Regions from separate parts of the Mus musculus genome. Here region 2 is linked to region 1. A link is a contact called in public promoter capture Hi-C data. All regions are on one chromosome and are shown on one strand. Each heading gives the region's core, a stretch centred on a gene start, on an enhancer-like site or on the middle of the called end of the contact. The rest is flanking DNA. Distances are from core to core; before and after follow the strand shown.

Region 1 (7,200 bases), core at 334-2,833:
TGACATGAACATTATCTTTAAAAGCACACCTGTATTTCAAAAACATATCTCCAAAAATATATCAATATATATGAAAGATAAATCTTAAATTTTAGGAATATGAAATATATAAACTCTGAATGTATGTGTTATACAATATAAAACTACTGAAGGGTACATTTCAAAGAAATACTTTTCAACAAGACAGATATCAAATGGTAGAGAAAGTATGAATTAACAATTTTCTGAGTGGTAGGTTAAAAAAAAGCACTAACTGGGTTTTAGTAAACAGTAACAATATCATTATGGTATTTCCAAATTAGGGGATAACGTGAAATGTTGGGCCCCATTTTGGCCCTGGTTTGGGCCTTGAGGACAAACCCAAGCCTGGCTTGAGTTTCTGCGGTCTTGTGGGAACACCTAAGCCTGACTTGAATTTTGAGACCTGTCTCATTCCCTTACTAGCTGGGTGACTCAGTAAGACTAGTTTGGCCCTGCCTCTGCCCTGCCTCTACCCCGCCACTGCTGATGTAGAACTCTGCCTTTGGCCCTGTCACTCCATACCCTCGGTCACCCTTCTCCACTTCCTACGACATCTTACCCCACCAACAATCCCCCTCCCTATGTTCCGAACTTATATAAGTGAGGGGCTGATGCCGTAAAGCTGAGTTCCTGCTTCAACAAGACTCCTGGCTTGGTGTGTTTCTTTTAGGCCATGGGCTCAGCCCGGGAGAGACCCTGGCGGGGCCGGCAAAGTGCAAAAGCAATGGCTTTCCACATTATGTTTCCGTCTTTTGCTTTTAGACAGAATCTTAATAAATAGCCTAGGCTGGTCTCACATTTATGATCCAAATACTGGGATTAAAGGTGTTTGACCACATCTGGCTATTTCCTATCTTGAAAAATAATTACACAGTAAAACAGCTGCACTGCAATTAAGAATTTGACGATTCTGAGGCAATGGAACTGACATAAACGTATGCTCCACTTCAAAGTATAAATATTCATGCTCATAGCAGAATTTATGTCACAGCACAAAAGGAACTCATTAGCCTAATGTGTATGATAAAATAAGACAATTCCTGAATATATATTGTATGATTTAAAAGAACAAAAAATTTTAAATAAAAAAGGCTTTGCATTCCCCACTTTAATAGGCTTATTTAAATTTTTTTTCAAGACAAATATTAAATAAGTTAGAAATTACCTTGATAGCCACTCCTTTTCCTTCAGGAAATTCTAGAAGATGAAAAGTCAGTTCTTCAACCCTAGTAATACAGAGCTTTGGGTCGGCTGTTCTTCTTAAGGCCTGAACTAAGGCTCGAGTTCTGTTATCAATACTCACTCTTGCAATAATCTGTAAGGGGATATGAAACATGATTAGAAGATGGAGTTACTCTACAAATGGTTAACATTTCTTAAGCCCACACTGAAAGACAACTTGCCTTTTCTTGCTGAAGTAGCACACGCTTTTTCTCCTCTGCCTTCTTGTCTTTGTTAACAGCCTGCTCTGTTTTAGCAGACACTTCCTGTTCTTCGGGCGGACTCTTGGGATCAGACTTTAATTTGGGTACAAGTCCACCAATGTAACCACCGACTAAGGCTTGTACGCCTTCAGTGGGACGAGAAAGGAAGTTAGCAATACTTTGTTTTGCAGACACTGGGTGAGCCTCAGGCATCTGGGTCGGGCTGGAAAGTTTGTCTTTAACTTCTAGGGGAGATTCCGAGTCTGGCCTGTCTGCCACGGTGTCAGGGCCTGGAGAACTGGATTTCCTTTCTTCAAGGTCTGGCTTGTCCTGAAGCTGTTTATCTTCCTTTGTTTGAGACATTTTTCCCTTGCTTTTGAAATAGGAATTAATATGATTTGCTAAAACGGAGAATGACTCTCCAAATCTGGTGGTTATACCGTATGTGTAATGGAAAAGGCTGTGTTTACCTGAATCTTCTTCTTTATCTGCAAAGTAACTTTTCTGTTCTGCTAAAGAATTCTTTCCTGCTGATTTATCACTATAGTTTTTCAGAGACTCGACGGCTTGCTTAACATTTTTTTGTTTTAACCATCCCTTATCTGATACTTTTCTTAATATTCGAGAACTTGGCTTAAATTGAGCTAACCGTGTAACCATTTCATTTTGACTGCCAAAAATAGCCTTTGAAACTGAATTCAAAGTACTTTTAATACGGGACATATGAATGCTCACTTTTGTAAGTCCCTTGGGAGCAGAAGTGCTAAGTCTCACAATTCCAAAGTGTAAGCCATGGTTGCTTGGAGAGTGCCAGTGTTTGCTGCAATGTGCTTCACTTCTATTCCATTTACAGCTTTTCTTACTTGTGTGAAACTCTCTGTGCACATTGACATGGTTCATGCGCCAATACTGTTTAGAACACACAAAATGCAATTGTTTGCTTCTCTGTTTCCCACAAAGACTTCTTGCATTATTAAGGAAGTAAATATATATATCTAGAGTCAAATTAATAGACATAACTTAAAAATCATTTATTTTCTATGTGACATTCTCTCATTCCATTCCTGAATGCTTCATTTAGGAAATTCCATAATTCATGGTCTTACCTGAAATAGTTAAAAAAAAAATTAATTAGCATTCAAGTTAAAAATTAAAGTTGAGTTAATATATATGACTTTGTACCACAGCAATAAACCATCTCAAAGAAAGATGGAATAAAGCTAGAGAGATGGTTCAGCAGTAAAGAGAGTACTTCTTGCTCTTGTTAGAAGACTGGGTTCAGCTCCCAGTTCCAGGGGGTCAGGTACCCTTTCCAAGTCTCCAAGGGCACTGCACAAATATGGTACACAGATATATATGCAGGGAAAACACTCAAACACATAAAAAAATCAATACATGAAAATTTTAAAAGATACACTACTGTATCTCCAAAATGCTGATGAGATTTCATTTTTAAAGTAAGGAGGAATAAATAAGCGTTCACTGCAGATGTCAGTGAGAAGCTGGAAGTAGGATGTTTAGGAGAAGAATTCAGAGACATCTCCTACTAGGTTTTTCTAATTATACAGTTTCTCTTTTTATTATTCAATTATTCACTAGTTTAAGACATCAGATTTTTAGTACTCTGAAGGCAAGGGTCAGGCCTTTATTTAATCTGTTGTGTATCTTTATAGACTGCTCAGTCCACAGTGAACATGGTATGACGTGTTGGGGGCTATACACGGGTTACTAAAGAACTTCCAGCTTAAAGCAAGAAATGGCCATGTCAAGACTACCTCCCATAATCTAGTAATAACTGCTCATTAAAGAGGCTTCCTAAGTTCCCCTATCTAGTAAATGGCTCATTAAATCAAGGTAATGGGTGGTGAAAACCCAGTGGCTAATGTGATTGCTGTGCAAACATTAAGACCCAAGTTATACATGTAAGCTAACCACGCCCATGGAGGTGGGGCAGAGACGGGAGAACTCCAGGTGCTCACTGCTCCCTGTCTACCCAGTGCTAAGCCAGTGGTTAGGTGAGAGACCTGTTTCAAAAAACAACAGTGACAAAAGAAGACATTCGATGCTGACTTTTAGCCTATACACACATACACACCAGATTAGACTGTGTGTGGCAGCTTGCAAGTGGTTCATCACTATAATAGAGAAAAACATATCTAAGAAGGAATAACCTCAAATAAACAAGAAAGATAAAGTAGGCCATTCATTGAAAAATAAAATAGTACATTGATAAGAAATATTTATAAGTCAAGAAAGATCAATTAAAACATATTTTGACCAGGTTTGGTGGCACATGCCTGCAACCTCAACTCTCAGAAGGCTTAGGCAGGAAAATCACAAATTCAAGACTAGTATGAACTTCATGGTTATAGGCAGCCTGGAATACAGGGTGAGACCCACTGAACAACAACAACAAAGCCTAAGCAGGTATTTTATCCTTTTAACTAGCTAAAAATGTGGACTACAGAAATACCTCAAACATATCTCACAAAGTATATGCAAGGACAAAGAATTAATTTCTACTACTAAGCATAGGTGGTAGTAACTGGGAAAAGTGTGAGTGCTATCCACTGTTACTAATGGGTTAGGAAATTAATGCATTTGTTCCTTTGAATAACTGAGGGACCCAGCAAATTACTGCTCTCTCCTGGGAGGAAGAGAATGAGTAAAGTGGTGCAGGTTAGAAAGGAGACTTGCTGTTGTGACCAGTGATGGCAAGCGGGGCCTAGAACATTAGTATATTCATTAGAAAATATGAAGGCATTTTATATTACTAGTTTCCCAGCCTTAGTCAGAGAAGCTTCTCTTTGCCATGAGCAGTGCAGAGAACAGTTCAATGAACAAAGGTACTGAGAATGTGACGGCTTGAGTCAACAAGACTTTTGTTCTACCTATAGTCTTAGGGATCATCACAGAGAGCAAGAAAGAGTTTTGTTCCTAACAGTAGGGAAAGGACTGGAGAATGCTGCCTTTTGTACAGAGTGCAGCCAACAGTCATGGCCTGACTGACAAGATTAAATTTATCAATAGTCAATCACAGACAAGGGAGGGACTTACAGGGCTCTGCCCATCCCTGCTGAACTACTGGCTACTTATGGATTGGAGGGAAGCAGGTTTTTTGATTTTTTTTTTAACTTTTTTTAAAAAATTTAATTTGTAATTTATAATTTTAATTAATTTGTAGTTCATTTTTCACACTCCATATTCCATTCCACGGCCCTCCCCTCCCACCCTCTAACTGCTCTACATCCCATGCCTCCTCCCCACCACACCCCATCTCCTCATGGATGCCCCTACCCTCCACCCCTTCTGACCTCTAAACTCCCTCGGGCTGCAAGTCTCTTGAGGGTTAGGTGAGTCATCTTCTCTGAATGAACACAGACCTGGAAGTCCTCTACTGTATGAGTGTTAGGGGCCTCATATCAGCTGGTATATGCTGTCTGTTTGGTGGTCCAGTGTTTGAAAGATCTTGGGGGGTCCAGATTAATTAAGACTGCTGGTCCTCCTATAGGATCACCCTTCTCCTCAGCTTCTTTCAGCCTTCCCTAATGAGTACAGATATCTGCATCTGACTTTTTCAGCTGCTTATTTGGTCTTTCGGAGAGTGGGAAGCAGTTCTTATCTTCAGTTGTGTACATACTGAGAAGCCCATCAGGTTCCAATGACAGGTCTAAATCCATGAACTTACTAGGTTTCTCTAAAGCGGTGTGTGTGTGTGTGTGTGTGTGTGTGTGTGTGTGTGTGTGCGCGCGGGTGGTATAACAAGAATGGGAGGCAGTTTAGGGAGAGAGTGTGTAGTTACAATAATCAGAATATACTTTATACACAAATGACATTGTCAAAAATACAAATAATAAGTTATTTTTAAAAACCCCGAATGTAATATAGATTGTCTTAATGCTTAATAATAATAGTAACAATAATAATCAACACTAAGAAACTGGGACTGAAACTCAGGTGATAAAATGATTGCCTAACATGAATAAAGTCCCAAGTTCAATCCCTAGCACTGTAAAAACTGGACACAACAGTGCATATCTGTAACCCCAGTCCTCAAGAGATGAAAGCATGAAGATCAGAAATTTTCAGTCATCCTTAGCTACACAAGGAGTTCAGGGAAACCAGAACTACATAAAACCAAGTCTCTAAAACAGAGGTTCTCCACCTGTTTTAACAAAAGACCACTGCAAAACATAGATATTTACATTATAATTCCTAACAGTTGCAAAATTACAGTTATGAAGTAGCAACAAAATAATTTTATGGAGTCTGGAGAAGTGGTCAAGGACAGACACTAGCTGTTCTTCCAGAGGACCCAGGTTCAATTCCCAGCACCTTCATGGCAGCGTATTACTACCTGTAACTCCAGTTTCAGAGGATCTGACACATTTTCAATTATTACTGGGACCTCAAAGAAGGTGGACGGATCAATTCATATAAGCAAATGAAAATGAAAACTCAATTTACCATAACATATAGAATATAGCATAGTCAGTTTAAAGAGTTAAGTACATACCTATGAATGCCCACATTCAGAAATCAGAACAATAACAAATAACTCAGAAATATACCTCAAGATCTTAGAAAAACAAGATGCCAACAGGAAAATTACTGGGAAAAATATTAAGAGCAGAACTGAAATCAACAAAATAGCAACAAAAAGAACAAAAAGATCAATGAACTAAGAACTGATTCATTGAAAAGAAAACAGAGCTGATAAGGACTCAGGCAAAGTAACCAACAGACAAAGAATGAGGGTTACTAAAACCAGAGGCAAAAATACTTCCCATGTAATAGCCCTATTACAACAAACCCACTAAAATCCAGAAGATTATAAACTATTATTTTTAAAAATCATATTGCAGAAGTGGGAGTGGGTGGGTAAGGAGGTGGGGGGGGAGGGTATGGGGACTTTTGGAATAGCATCTGAAATGTAAATGAAGAAAACACCTAATTTAAAAAATCATATTGCAATCAATAAGAAAATCTAAAAGAAATGGATAAATTTCTAGATGGCTTACAAAAACTGAATCAAGAGAATACCAGGAAAAAAAAAAGAAGAAGAAAAACCTAAACAGGTCAATAAGAAACAATGGGAATAAAGCTGGATTAAAATTTTTCCCAAACAAGAAAAGCTCAGGACTGGACAGGTTCATGGTCAAATCTACCATACCAACACAAGCTCTATCAAAACAGCATATAAAATAGAAAAGGAAGGAACTTCCAAAATCATTCTACAAAGCCAGTAGAAACTTGATACCACAACCAAATCTGGACAAAACAAAAAGTAAAACTATAGACCAATATTCTTGGCAAATATAGATGCAAAACACTTTAGTAAAATCCCATGAAGCAACTTAAGCAATACATTAAACAGATCATAAATCCGATCATGCTGGCTTCACTGAAGTGAAGGATGCAAGGATGGCTCAACATAGACAATTCAGTAAATGTAATATAGCATAAAAATAAACTCTGGAACAATTCATGTAACCACCATACACACACAAGTCAGCCTTTGACAAAATTCAATGTCCTTTCATTAGAAAAGTCTTGACGTAACTAACTATGGAAGGATTAAACCGCAATATAATACAGTTTATACAACACAATGTATAGCCAACATCATATTGAATAGGGAACACTAAAAGCATCCCTTTAGAATTTGCAATCAGAGGAGATCTACCTTTACCTCTCTTATTCAGTGTGTTATCTGAAATCTTAGCACAATGATGTAAAAATAAGAAATAGGAAA
Region 2 (6,873 bases), core at 1,792-4,291, 170 kb before region 1:
CACACACACACAGACACACAGGCACACACACACACACACACACACAGAGGCATCACAGGGAGAAGCTCTCCCAATCTTCAAACTCCTGGTGGCATTTACCGCCCTCTGGATGCTCCTGTCATGCATTTCATTTTTGTTCTTTTCAAACTTTTTGTAGAGAGAAAAATATTGGAGAGACTTGCACTGGAATGATAAGAAAGATGTGTAAACAGGCCTGTGTCTCCATTGGAAACTCACTCTTCCCTGGGCAGAGATTCATGGGCCCAGCAAGGGGCCAGGACAATTCCATTTCTAAGTTATTCCCATAGGGTTGGGAATTCTTTTGCTGTAAACTGAGCCCTTATTAAATCCTATTACCCCATATATAACTCTGTGTGTGTGTGTCTGTCTGTCTGTCTGTCTGTCTGTCTGTCTGTGTTCAGGAAAAAACACTCATAGACATAAAATAAGCCAATTTTTCAAAGTTTAATTGGAATTCCCCTACACAGGTGATAATATTCCTCCTAGAAGCTGTAGGTTGTCGTGGAGAAATCCCAGTGCCAGGTGTGATATACCACCCCTCTAGCTGTTGGTCAGCATTATCCCAGAGACCTTGCAAAATAACGTAAACTGTTGGCATTTGCTCTTGGTTCCCCACCAGAACTTAATAGTTGACTCTATTGCTGAGGACAGCATACCCTTGGGTCCCAGGACATGAAAAAAAAAAAAAAAAATCAGTGGAACTGATCAAGAACCTTCCTCCCCTCTGGCTAGCTTTCCTAATATTGAAAGGTACTATGTAAGCTTATAGGAAGAAAAATCATCATTTTTACCAGCTTTAAAGTCTATGAAGTAAAGTACACCTGTGCAGCAACATATGGTCACTGGTACAATAGTAACATAAATCTTATAGGAGTGACCAATAGCTTTCTAATGGTATGTAAGGGCTAACTCACAGGAGGAAATGCATGCCTGAAACCGTAAATTGGGTGACAAAAGATGATGGTGATGATGATGATGGAGAGCTTATACATCCTGGAGGTGAACCTATTACTATCATTTTGCTAAATGAACACAGTGTCAAACGACCCTTTAAATTTATATCTCTATATCGACAGAGTAGTGCAGCTTTCACTGCACTAGGAGAAGTTTCTCAGTGTAGTGGACAGTGGTTAACTCAGAAACTCACAATTGGTCAAAGAGTAGAAAAGAAGTGTCAGTGGAATGCTACACACACACACACACACACACACACACACACATCATCATCATCATCATCATCATCATCCTTCCCCCACAACTTAAGAGACCATGGCAGAAGATGAGAAAAATCATAAGAGCCAGAGGTCAGGGAAGAATAGAGCAAAAGACAGTTGCACTTATGAACTTAGTAAGAGTTGTTGCCAGCCACAGGATCAAGCCAGTCACTATTCCAGCATGGACTGAGGAATGGACTCATGAGCACCATCCTAGCTGAGATGCCATTGATAGGCCACGGGTTCTAAAGGAGGAAGACTCAGTTTTTATTAAAGGTATAGCATCTAATAGGTCAACTATGCTCCAGTGGATGCCCCAAGAGTATATCATCATCACAAATAAGACTGTGGGTTACTGTTTTAAAAGAGGACACAGTTAGGAGTAGGTGGGAAAGTGAAGATTAATCTTAGAGGAGTGAAAAGGAGGAATGAGAGGTGATTATGATCAAAATACATTGTTGACATTCTCAAATAAATAATAAACATTAATATATATGCATATATAATATGTATTCATTTACTGAAAAATGGACAAGAAAAGCTGGGGAATTCTCAGAATGGAAGAATATTACTCATTGCAATCATCGGGCTTTCAAGGAAGACTTCCTGTGTGGAGAGCAGCTCATCTGGGAGATGCTCGTTGTGACCACCATAGAGGCAGAACTCACATGCAATACCTCAGGGATGCTGTCACTTAGTTGAAATCTGGATCTTGCCCTCTCAATACATCTGGTTAAGAGAGAATTAGTAACCACAAGGAAAGGGTGGAGTGGTTTTCTCTGTTACTAAATATCAGGTAAATTCAACTGGTACAAAATAATAAAGATACTTAGACCTCTGTTTTTGTTTTTATAAATTCTAGGATTCTCAGAATTACTGAATTATCCACGAGCTTTCCACCTCCAGTTTTGTGAGACCATATTTCTTTTTGTGGGCAGTTTTTGCTTCCTGACTTTGATTTGTATCTAATAACATGGGATAAACTTCTCAACTTTAGAAAGATTCCTTCATTGTTGGGTAATATTAAACTTATGTTCCTATTCAGGTTTTCCATTAAAATAGTCGTCTGCATTTACAAATCAACTGAAGTATGAAATCAGATCTCCCTTTCAGTTTACTACCCATTGAGAATATGAGCACCATTCTCCTATGATGAACAAACAACTGAATCTCACAAGCCCAAATGAAGAAACAACTTTCCAGTCATCAACAATTAAACAATTCCAATCGCCTTTTAGACTGCTAGAGTTTTCCTTTTTCACAGTCTGCCAAGTGTGACCAGTCTTTAAGATGCGTGGATGACCTCCCATGCAGTAACATAGCCATAGTGGAAACTAGGTTAAGGGTGTGATTGCAGGGAAGTTCTTGCTCTTCACATTAAATGGTGGATTAAAGAAATTCCCCCATTTGAGCCTTTCTTTCAAATAAGAGAACACTTACACATTAGGGTAAATGATAAGTCTGAATATATTCAACATGAGACACGAAGAGACAGGAAAGATCTGGGAGGGATATTGGCTTCCCAAACAGTCCACAATTCTGGCATCTCACATCTTTCAGACACTACAACACATTAACAAGTTGAGTTGTGGGAATCTCAACTGAAAGCTAAGTTGCTGTAATGTCCGCCCTCCTCTCCCCCCACAACTTTCTTAGTCTAATGTCAGAGGCAATGGCTGAATAGCCTGGGGACATTCTGAACACAAGCATGCTTTAGAATTTCGGGAAGTTTCAGCATGTCTTTGTGAGACAAGGGACAAAAATTGGGAAGATTCTCTGTGTTCGGTTTTTGGCCAGATGAGTCCATTCACAAAGACAAAAATGAGATATTTCATCAGCTCTAGCAGCCTGCCAAGAGAAAGTTCTCATTAGTCACTTAAAAGGCTAGCCAAACAGATCAGCAAGTATGTATTTGGAAAGGTGAAATTCAGCCTTTTTGCTTCCTTCTCTGGAAGACAAGAAATTCTTAAAACCGACTATCTTTTTAAACAACAAGAAAGAGAAAATATCATATCCTGCCAAGAAAATCCCCTTAGAGCTATGGCACAATATCTCAGTGATTGGGAAAGCACTCAGGTTATGTCAAATCACTGCATCCTTCCAGTACAACCTCGAGTGACCCTCAGGATCGCTTGACACACCTTGCCTTCTGGTACAATCCTCATTCTCTAGGAACAACAACCTAAAAATAATCACTAGCCTTTGACCTCTCTCTGCGTCTCCTAACAAACATGCTACAGACTATTTACAGAAGGCTAGATATTATCACAGGCAATATTAATTTCTACATCACTGATTATGGGGGTCTCTGATGGTATTTTAGAATACTACAAGAATCCATCACATGAAATCAGTTTCCAGACAACACAATGATAACAAATTCAGCTGGAGGCATGAATCATTTCCTCTTAACTACAAAATGACATCTCAATAGATCAACTCTTCTCAAGAACAATGAGCAAAACATGCTGGAAGGATTTTGCTACCTCAAAATCTTGCATGCAATCTTCTTAATTAAACTCCATGAGAATTCATTTGTTTAATTAAACCTATGAAGTACAGAAGCAGACATCTGAACAATAGGGGCCTTATAATTCTTTAAGAGAGCTCTTGTTGGTTGAGATCTAGTTCTCTGAACTATGTTCCTGATTTCCACTTAAGATATTTTTCACCAAGTGAAATAGACTACAATCGGTGGCCTTTCAGAAGGCCACCCAGGCCAAGCATGGTCTGCTCTGGAGTTGGTAATCCTATTTGACACAAATGGAGTGGGATGTGAGGTTCAAAGAGTGGGAAACAGGGGCTAGGAAAGGCCTTGCCAGACAGAAGGCATACACTTAAACTCTCAGAACTGACCTTTCCCTTATTTTGAGATACAAGAAAAACAGGATGCCATATTTTCAGTTTTCTGATATTTGTTCACATGTAATAGGAATGCTTTTTAACCTTCAGTTACTTCAGGAATTTTTTTATGAGCAGTGCTATTTTCTGTGATTAAAGAGAAATGCTTGAAAAAAAGCACAAACATTACTTCCACACAATGACGAGAGAGCAAGGCTAGGTCCTTCTCTGTGTATTTGATCTATTCTCTTTGACAAGTGAAATGATAAATGTCTCTACATTTGTATTCTCCCTTCCTGTCTTTTGTCATGCTCTCTGATGAAAAGTATCAGACATGATGCTAATATTACACAATCACATATTTTATGGTATAATTCACTTTATAATCTTAAATATTATAAAAAAATGCACATCCTACCTTTGAAGTAGGTCTTCTTACTTGAAGAAGTGGTATTTCGTTTTAATTCCTTAAGCCAAAGGTTTTCTTAGCATTGCTCTGTGGATAGAAAAGTTGGGGGTGGGAGAATGTTAATAAGACATCAGTTCCCATCAATCAAAGTAGATTGCCAATAAGTTAACAGAGTCCCTGATGGGACACACAATCACAGAGAGAGCCCTGCGAGGAAGACAAATTATGAATACATTTGCCAAAACATCTCTCTGTTGGTTTCTATCAAAAGTGACACCAGGGAGGTGACTAGGATGACTATACATCATATTAATGGATTCTAACCTGAAGAGTCAGTCTGAATCCAATTTGGAGATAGAGGATTGTTTAGACAGATGAAGAAATACAGACAGTTATGCAGATATGTAGACAGACAGACAGACAGACAGTGTGGATAAAATACTTTCTGGCTGTGTGCTTTTGATTGGTAGTTAGGTTTTCTATTTAGGAACATAGGAAGTCTTTTGCCTATATTTGTATGTTCTACCTCTCAGTGAGGATCATCATGAGCTGAGGAAAACAGCTAAAACTTGAGGGGAAAAAAATCACACCTATAGCAATGCAAAAGCTCTATCTCAGGCAGCCCCTGACTCTCTGATCCACAACTCCTCTCTTCTGTACACCTCAGCATTTCCTAAGCAAATATACCAAAGAAGAGTTAGCCAGGAAAGGACGCCCTGGATGAGAAACAGAGCAATCACACTGAGCACATCACATCTCAGCCTTCAGACAAGCAATTCAATGCCACCCAAGGATTCCTAAGGGAGCATTTGTATCTTTTTGGACTTGGTATTTTTGAAAACAGAACTCGCACTATCGACCACTGAAAACATCTTTCAGAGAAGAGAAACAAGTATCAATTCAGCCACCCTGGGCTGCAGTCAAATGTTAGGACATCATCAATCTCAAAATTACCCCAGAAATGAAGTAAAAAGAGCATTGCAGTGAGTTCAACTGCTTCGATTTATCCATGGCTGATGAAATTTTATGTCTTAAATTTAAAGAAATTCTTTACCTCACACGTAAAGGTATTTTGACTTTCTTTGCATTTAATGGATTATTATCTTATCAGGGCAAAACCTTAGTATTCTGAAAGTCAGTGTTTCTTGGAATAAAACACAGTTTGAAAGTAATAAACATTTTCTTCCCTTAATATATGATAACTATATAGAAAAAGAAAAAGAACTTCTAATGTTATGTTGGAGAGAGTCTATAAAAAATTTGAAGCTCTGTCTTCAGTTAACAGCTCAATAGATACACTTGAGAAACATGTATATTGCAATGCCTATACATCTAATATTAAATAAATAAATAAATAAATAAACCATAAATCAGACACTCCTACTAGAAATTTCAATTCACTTGCTGATTGGGGCCACAGATGGAAATATCAGAAGCCTCTACAAAACACAGTATTAGAGAATATTGTGATCTTTCAGACAAAGGTATATTTCATTCTACAAGATGACTTTCCCCTGGAAGACCACTGACTAGAACCTTAAAGATAAATGAGAAAAGCATTCTGCTTGGAAGGGCATTAGTCACAAAGTAAGTAGCAAGGGCAAAGTGTGGAGAGTCTACCAACAGAGCAGTGAAACCCCAGGAATAACGAAGAGGATGGCGAGGTGGTACCTCAGACACCTTCAGGCTGTACCTAAAAACTGCGGAGTTAAGCAATGAAAGATGTGTAGATGAAAGTAAGGGTTTTGTTGTTGTTGTTGTTGTTTTCGTTGTTTTGTTGTGGTGATGTTTTTGTTTTGTTTTGTCTTTTTGAGATGTGCTACTCAACAGCCAATGGGATGATACTCTGGGGGGGGACTCTGTCCATATAACAAGTTACACATCAATTCAGAGCAGGCCTATAATCCCAGTATTTGGGAGGTTGAGGTAGGAGTTGTCAGAAAGTTGCAAAACCAAGACAGAATTAGAGGCAGTCAAGAGAAAAGGGTAAACTAAGTCAAAAGCTTCAGGAAGGCTTCATAAGTACCTATTCTGTGGTTGCCAGCAAGAAGGATACAGCCTTGAGTGGGAGCTCCCTATGGCACTTACACATCCAGGCACTTACACTTTTAACACAGCTAGGGTTTAAAGCCTCTGAGGTTCCCCATGCTACCTCTGTGGACTAGGGTTGAGTCTTCATGGTTCCTATCACAAAGTCTTCCATAGCTTTCCTGACAAGAGGCCTTTGCTCACAATATTTCACAAAGGTGTGAAAATGTGGCACTATGGTCTAGGGGAGGAAATAGCTTTGAATAGAGATTTTAGGCGTGATAAGAAAGGAATAAGGGGGGCAGGGAGGAGGTATGGGATGTGGAACAGTCGGAGGGTGGACCAAGAAAGGAATAAAAT

The links. Capture Hi-C pulls out chosen DNA fragments and counts their contacts.
Region 2: a promoter capture Hi-C map of adipose tissue shows a contact between it and region 1. The contact joins two enhancer-like sites. A contact is called at or near these places in 1 of 15 datasets of contacts at CTCF or cohesin (pro-B cells), 19 of 484 Hi-C or Micro-C datasets (the C2C12 cell line, DN3 thymocytes, LSK cells and 14 more), 3 of 115 datasets of contacts at active chromatin or transcription factors (embryonic stem cells and epiblast stem cells) and 3 of 9 other capture datasets (adipose tissue, liver and pancreatic islet).

Annotation. Positions count from the first base shown.
Region 1 is chr12:44,277,929-44,285,128 of GRCm38.p6, reverse strand. It overlaps Pnpla8 (patatin-like phospholipase domain containing 8), which reads right to left. Exons shown (of 10, transcript NM_026164.2): 2 at 1,425-2,551; 3 at 1,187-1,336. The coding sequence starts at 2,462. Among named protein-coding and RNA genes, the nearest start is that of Pnpla8, 12 kb to the right of the region's middle. Within about 2 kb of position 1,583, at least 37 of the 459 cell types and tissues checked have an H3K27ac peak or open chromatin away from gene starts, as enhancers often do. A contact at or near this core is called in adipose tissue, where this site is marked.
Region 2 is chr12:44,454,324-44,461,196 of GRCm38.p6, reverse strand. Nrcam (neuronal cell adhesion molecule) reads right to left here. Exons shown (of 31, transcript NM_176930.4): 3 at 4,495-4,572. Among named protein-coding and RNA genes, the nearest start is that of Nrcam, 130 kb to the right of the region's middle. Within about 2 kb of position 3,041, at least 10 of the 459 cell types and tissues checked have an H3K27ac peak or open chromatin away from gene starts, as enhancers often do. A contact at or near this core is called in adipose tissue, where this site is marked.